Linked DNA regions of Sus scrofa: region 1 is linked to region 2. Evidence: chromatin contacts called from public HiChIP or PLAC-seq data. All regions are on one chromosome and are shown on one strand. The core of a region is the stretch at or near the end of the contact, and the rest is flanking DNA. Distances in the headings are between cores, read along the strand shown. Region 1 holds the start of FYTTD1 (UAP56-interacting factor). Region 2 overlaps RUBCN (run domain Beclin-1 interacting and cystein-rich containing protein).

Region 1 (3,587 bases), core at 1,066-3,565, 45 kb before region 2:
TTCATTTCTAACTTCAAAAAGAATTATCCCTCAGTTTTCACTTGAACATCCTAATCACCAAACAAAATACATACAAAAAACTTAGGGGAAAAAAGAAAAAACTTAGAAAGTTAAGAAATGCATTAGTTATGAAATACATCTTTAACACTTCCTTCATCTATAGCCCAGTGCTCTAGAGCCAGATTGAAATCCTGACTCCAGCACTTACTTGTTGTATGACTTTGGGCAAGTTATTTAATTTCTCTTTGCCTCAGGTTTACAAAATGGGAAAAACGACAATGGCATATATATATATATATATATGGGGGGAAGAGAGTGTATGTATGTAAATATAGTGTTTATTTTGTACCAGGTACTGTTCTGGGCAGTTTATACATGCCTATTGACTCATTCAATACAGCAACCCTTGGAGGTAGATTAGCACTATTATTATCATCACCTTTTTAGAGATGAGGCACTGAGAAGTAATTTGCCCAAGACTACTACGTTCCTACTAAGTGGCAGAGGCAGAATTTGAACTGAATGTGATTTTTTTTTCATCAGGAGTATATACCTCATAGGGTTATCATGGGACTTAGTCAACACATATAAAATGCTTATTCCACTGCCTGACAAGGAGTAAGGACTCAATAAAGATTTGTACCACACACACACACACACACATTTGTCTTTTGTTTTTTTTTTAGGGCTGCATGTACAGCATATGGAGGTTCCCAGGCTAGGGGTCAAATCGGAGCTGTAGCCGCCATCCTACACCACAGCTCGCCATCCTACACCACAGCTCACGGCAAGGCCGGATCCTTAACCCACTGAGCAGGAATCGAACCCGCGTCCTAGTGGATGCTAGTCGGGTTCGTTAACCACTGAGCCACGACGGGAACTTCTCGTATTATATTTTTTTCTTGACCTTAGTTCAATAGATTTCTCATTTCTTCGGAGGTCTTTAGGAATAGGCAAGACTTAAGGTCAAACCTATGATTTCTGATGATTTGCTTGATTTACACATTGGGTTCTAACTTGTGGCAATCATAGAAACCAAGAGTTCTTGACTTTTGACCAAGAACTATGCAGAAAAACCACAAAAGAAAAGAAAAGAAAAATACCGCCCTTGGAAAAGCCGGGTACTTTTCAAATATCCGACAAACCGACAAACTGGAGGCCACAGAAAGGGCAGGCAAAGCTAATACATCAAATCCATAACCTAAATTCCGACAAAAACGGAATTACTTTAAAACCAAGTAAGCAAACACAGAAGACCGATGCCTCAATAGTGTTAGGTCTAAATTTTTAATTGAATCGCCAGTCTTCCTACTTTTCACCTAATCACCACCAAACCACCCCACTTTTCTAGATTCTACGCTTTATCTGGTTTCCCCAACCCTGGTTTTCGTTTCGTTCTGCGCTAACGTGCTAACTTGGAGGCCTGGCTGGGGAGAATGCGCTCTTCTAGGCACTACCTAATACCCCACCTGAAGGCCTTCCTAACGATCGTTCCTTTCCGTCAAAGCGCCCGTCAGAAACGGCCAAATCTCGGGGCGTCTTTACGCTTCTATTTGGCGCCAGGCCGTAGGCCCGGGCGCAGAAAACGCCCAACCAGCCCATCGCTGGAAGCACGGATTTAACCGAATCAGCCGGGCTCTCGAGGAGCTTTCCTCAGAAAGGATGGCTCCGTCGGACCCCTGCCTTCGCCCCCCCGCTAATGCCCACAGTGCACAAGCCTGAGGTGAAACCTGCCGGTTTCCCTCACAAAGAGCCGGGGTCACCCGCGAGTGGTAGCGCCCCGCCGGGGCGAAGAGGGTCCGCCCCCCTCGACGTTCCCAAGCTCCGGGCCCGAAGCGCCCCCGCCCCCTTCAGACACATCTCCGCCGAAGGGACACTCCACCCCCAGGCCCTCAGGCCCGACCCCAACACCAGCGAACGCTCGCCGGGTTCCCCATCAGCCCTTCCTTGGTTCCGCCCACCCGCAAGAAAACTCGATCTACAACTGCGGCCGACCGCCCCTTCCCCCACCAACCGCGGTACTTGGATCCACCCACACCTCCTCCCGCTCCAACAAGGTCCGACTCGGCTCCTCACCCAAAGACATATCAATTTTGTCGAGGTTTTCATTGCTGCGGGCTTTCGGCGGCGGTGGCGGGGTCGCCGCGGCCCCCATTAACCGGGTACCAAACCGGTTCATGGTTAGAGACGTCGCGTAGGAGCAGTCAGCGGAGAAGGCCAGAGGCTGAGGCCTGTCACCTCCCACTCACGCACGCACGCAGACTAGCTGCACCGAGGGAGTGCGCACGCGTGCCGCCGGCGTCCTCCCCTCCCACCAGCGGCCGAGGGCTGGGGGAGGAACCACAGAGATGAGTGGCGGGCGAGAGCGGCCCCTTCCACGCGACTCGCGCCTAGCGGCTCTTGCTGGAGGGGAGGAAACCTTGCAGCCGCTGCGGTGGCCACTAGCCAGCCAGCTGTTTCGGCAGTTCGCCGTGCTACCCAAATTATGTTGGACCCTGAGCGCCTCAGAATCACATGCCTTAAATGAGATCATGTTCCTCTGTGCCCTTCGAGTCCTTCCTGCTACAGAAATGCCCTCTAAGCTTTGGTACACACGAATGTTCACAACCCACTGCAATGCAGCCTCGGAGGCAAAACAGACCCTGCGAGTGTGGGTGGCAGAACTGCGTTCTAGCTCCCCTCTCCCTGGCCAGCTCTTCTACCTGCAGCTTGTGGAGTCGCCACGTCTGGACACAAAGCAAAGACTGCACTGATAATTCTTGCGTCACCACACTAATAAAAGTAAATGCTAACGTTTCCCATATCTGTACCACTTCTCAGCTGGCACTCTCAAAACATTTTGCATGGTACTGGCTATCTTAATAAGACCTCACCTTCCTTTGGGAGAGGGGTAAGTACTTCTGTTTATTTGGCTGCGTTTTTCTCTAATTCATTTGCGTTGAGAATTGATAGGAAGATTCTTTTTTTTCCCCCTAATCATCTCTTTAGGAAAATTTCTTAATATTTGATGAATTCCTGCATAACAACTTTTTCCTCCTATTGACAAAACGTGATATTCCCTCTCTTTTTACCTCCTTCTCCTCTAAAGTAACCCTGCTTGTGTGGACGTATTTTGGTTATATCATCCTCAGAGGAGCTTAAATATCTAAGACATTTGCATCTTGGGAAAAAATCAGGGTCAAGTATTCTGGTCATTTAGGAATCTCTGCAACCTTCCCCCTCTCCACTTCCTAAAATTTCTTTTTGCATAGAAATGAACCAGTGACCTAAAGTATCTCAAACCCACAATAGGCTGTACTTATTTTTCGCCCAAGACTCAAATACACCATAAGAGAAGCGTGAATCAGCTGAAGGGGCACCTTTGAAGGGGTACAAGACACTTAAATGGGAGAGGAATGTTTGGACTCAAAAAGACCCAAGAACAATATTCAGCATGTCAAGGAGAGTAGCGTGTATGCTCTTAGCACAATGTGCTTGATTTTACTACTATTCCACTCTGTAGTTGCCACCCCTCTCCCTACTGTTAAAAACTAGGGAACTGGATTGTATAGATGTACAAGAGAGACCTTGGTTTTATTAAGTGGTAC
Region 2 (3,484 bases), core at 744-3,243:
GTACACACTGTACAGTCTCACCCTCCCTTTCATCATTTCAGCCGCTGTGCTAGAAATCACAGTGCCCTGCCATTTCTCTCGCTCCTCTCTGCCTTAGGGGTCCCACCCTCTCTTATGCTGTGGGTGTTATCACGGTGTACGTCTGGTGAGCCAGGTGGAATGGTTCTCTGAGCGGGTGAGAGGGACTTTGAAGAGAGGCCTTTGAGTGACTGGGCTTAATTACCAGAAGATAAGCTCCACGTGGACATCATCCACGGGATGAAGCCGTTTGTTTCTTTGTCTGACTCTCAGCACAGGTTGTTTATTTTTGTTTTTGTGGGGTAGGAGGACAAGTATGTCATCTTTAAATTTTGGTGGTCAAAGGATTGTCTCCAGGCTCTCTTCCATTTATTCTACCATTCTCTAAACTTAGGGGCTTAGTGTTCTGGGATTCTGAGATTCAGAGAAATTCCTTTAGAAAATACACACCTTTCCAACCTGTTATCTGGAAGGACCCGGGAGCATCTTTGGTGTTAAAATCATCAGGCTTTTCAGAGAGGCTTGGCTGTAAAGAAGATTTGCTTTTCACATCAGGGCTTTTTATATCCACGTTCCCTTTTCCCTCAGAGGGCAGTCAGTACCTGGGCTCGGGGGAAGGCATGTTCAGAAGACCATCAGAAGGACAGTCCCTCATCAGCTACCTCTCTGAGCAAGACTTTGGCAGCTGTGCAGACCTTGAAAAGGTGAGGACTCTAAGGAGCACCTGAAAAGCCCAGGAGTTGGGAAATCTGGCCCGAGGCACTCTGCTGCTGCTGTTATAAAGAGGTTTTGGGTGCACTGCAGGAACCTTGGGTGTAGACTTCAGGTAAAGATAAGTCACAGTAAAGATAAGCTCAACAAGTTCCATCTCTGAAAACCTCTTCGGGGAGTCTGTGTACCTCCTTGAGACCCAAAATACTACATTATTGTCTTAAAAACTACTTTGATCAGAGGAACATTAAATTTTAGTCGCATGATTATTGATTTCTTGATCCTGGAAGCTTAGCTGAAGACTTTCTCTAGAATCAGCTTCTATATTTTGTTCTAAGGCTCAGATATGTAATAAATAATGTCCCTGTAGCATTTTCAAGCTTATAAAGCATGTCACATTTACCTTAGCACTTTCTCTAAAGTGTATGGCTTTAGGAAAGATTTGACATCTTTGCTGTCATATTTTTTATGGAAAGTGGGACATGATGGCCAGGTGTGGGCAGATAGAAGAGCAGAGAGAATGTAGAATAGGTTTTCTGGCCATCACTTTTCCTTATGGCAGAAGTGTGCCTTTGCACTGGGTGTTTCAAGTAACAGCAGTGCACATCTTGGAAGCCACTTTGCAACAGTACAATTGGTCAGGCGCCCCTTTTTCGTGCTCTCTTTCCCCAGGAGAATGCCCACTTCAGTATCTCAGAGTCTTTGATTGCTGCCATTGAGCTGATGAAGTGCAACATGATGAGCCAGTGCCTAGAGGAGGAGGAAGGGGAGGAGGACAGTGACAGGGAGATCCAGGAACTGAAGCAGAAGATCCGCCTTCGTCGCCAGGAGATCCGCACCAAGAATCTGCTCCCTGTGTACCAGGAGACTGAGCACGGAAGTGAGTGGGGTCGCTTCTTCAGGGCTTCAGGATAAGACTTGGTACCTTGTGGGCTTTCTTTTTTGTCTTCATATGAGATGCTATACCCAAGCCAAGAGTTCCTTAGAAAGATTTTCTGTGTTCTAATTTTTTTTGTTGTCTACCAGACCGGAGTCCTAGAGCTCGAATTTATTTCCTACCTCAGAAATATCTGCCAAAAACTAGATTTCTGATAGGAGGAGAACTAAGGCCACTGGTCCCAGATTCATTTCCCAGAGATACTTCCCACTTCCCAGAAATACTTTCTGTTTATATGAAACTTGCATAAGGATCAAACGAGAAGAGGCTCTAGCCAGAAGAGCTAGTTTCTATTTCCCCACTGTAACTCCCAGCCAAGTATCCTGTTTCCTTCTCTGTGAAAATGATACCAGGTCCCTTTTGTTTTGACCCTGGAAAGAGTAGGAGACCTCTTTCTGTCCTGTTTATTACCTTCTTTTTTTTTTTTTTTTAACATAACAGGCTTTCGCGTCACTTCCAGCAGCTCCCAGTTCAGTTCACGTGATTCAGCACAGTTCTCTGACTCTGGTTCTGCTGATGAAGTTGATGAATTTGAAATCGAAGGTACGAATTAACACTTTGTTTCAAGGGAGCCTTCATTAGCTGTTTCTTGCAATTATGAATCATAGTCCGAGAAGCTTTTCCTAAGTAAGGAATGTTATAGGGTTCTTTATGGAATGTTGTCACCTGTTGTAAAGGATAACTTCTCCTGCTAAAAACAAAACCCATTTAAAATTTAAGCAGAGAAGTTCCCATTGTGGCTCAGTGGTAATGAACCCAACTAGTATCCATGAGGACGTGGGTTCAAGCCCTGGCCTGCTCAGTGGGTTAGGGATCTGACGTTGCTGTGAGCTGTGGTATAGGTCACAGATGCAACTCTGATCCTGTGTTGCTGTGGCTGTGGTATAGGCCAGCATCTGCAGCTCCAATTAGACCCCTGGCCTGGGAACTTCCATATGCCACGGGTTTGGCCCTAAAATGACAAAAAAATAAAATAAAATAAAATTTAAACAAAAAAGAACACTGAAAGGAAGTGTTCCAGTGGTGTGGGCTGGCTGTTGATGTCACCCTGATGCTTCTTCCTCAGTGGCACCTTTCTCTCAGATTCTCACTTTCATTCCTCTTGCTGATAGCCTAGAGCTAGCCTATACCTACATGAAATTAAAATCCTCTTCTCTTGTGTCCCATAACACAACTGACATTGTTTCAAAGTGTTTAAAAAGAAGCATTATTATAATGCTAAGAAAAAAGGACAAAGAGTCCCTGGGTGGAAAAATGAAAAAGGGAGGAAAAATCAAGTTTACAAAGTAGAGCTTTATTTTCTTTCCTACCAGTGCTAACTTGCTTAATGGAATGACAGACTCTTGTTGTGAACATCTGCCTAGAGAAGTGGAGGGGCTCTTGGAAGGCAGTTGTGTTAAATCAGGTTAACCCATGGTTAATGGGTTAATCCATTACTGAAAATCATAGATTTCTTCAGCTTCCAATCAGTGCAACCAAAAATGAGGAGATGGAAAACCCAGCAAACAGTTCAGGAGTATAAGCTCTTCCCCCATGAGTGGAACCAAGAGTAATTTTCTTACAGAGGAGAATTGTATCTATAGTTCTCCACTGTAACATGATGACAAATACATCTCTTATTGCAGGAGGCTCTGACTTCCTGTTTATACCAGTCTGGAGAATCCATTCAACTCAGGCTGTGGTGGCTGGGTTTCTTTCCTGTTCAGAAATACAATTTTTTTTTTTTTGTCTTTCTAGGGCCACACCCAAGGCATATGGAGGTTCCCAGGCTAGAGGTCGAGTGGAGCTGTAGCCGCCGGCCTACACCATAGCCACAGC

Evidence for each region. HiChIP or PLAC-seq counts read pairs in DNA pulled down with a chosen protein or histone mark.
Region 1: a contact with region 2 is called in an H3K27ac HiChIP or PLAC-seq map of alveolar macrophages. The contact joins the promoter of FYTTD1 here to the enhancer-like site in region 2. A contact is called at or near these places in 1 of 5 promoter capture datasets (liver), 26 of 47 Hi-C or Micro-C datasets (adipocytes, alveolar macrophages, blood and 14 more) and 2 of 2 datasets of contacts at active chromatin or transcription factors (alveolar macrophages and skeletal muscle).

Annotation. Positions count from the first base shown.
Region 1 is chr13:134,362,374-134,365,960 of Sscrofa11.1, reverse strand. FYTTD1 (UAP56-interacting factor) reads right to left here and starts at 2,315. Exons shown (of 9, transcript XM_003358772.4): 1 at 2,077-2,315. The coding sequence starts at 2,179. It also overlaps a transcript of RUBCN not described here.
Region 2 is chr13:134,317,055-134,320,538 of Sscrofa11.1, reverse strand. RUBCN (run domain Beclin-1 interacting and cystein-rich containing protein) reads left to right here. Exons shown (of 20, transcript NM_001244715.1): 9 at 607-722; 10 at 1,402-1,609; 11 at 2,108-2,209. Among named protein-coding and RNA genes, the nearest start is that of RUBCN, 35 kb to the left of the region's middle. Within about 2 kb of position 1,993, at least 4 of the 83 cell types and tissues checked have an H3K27ac peak or open chromatin away from gene starts, as enhancers often do. A contact at or near this core is called in alveolar macrophages and subcutaneous adipose tissue, where this site is marked.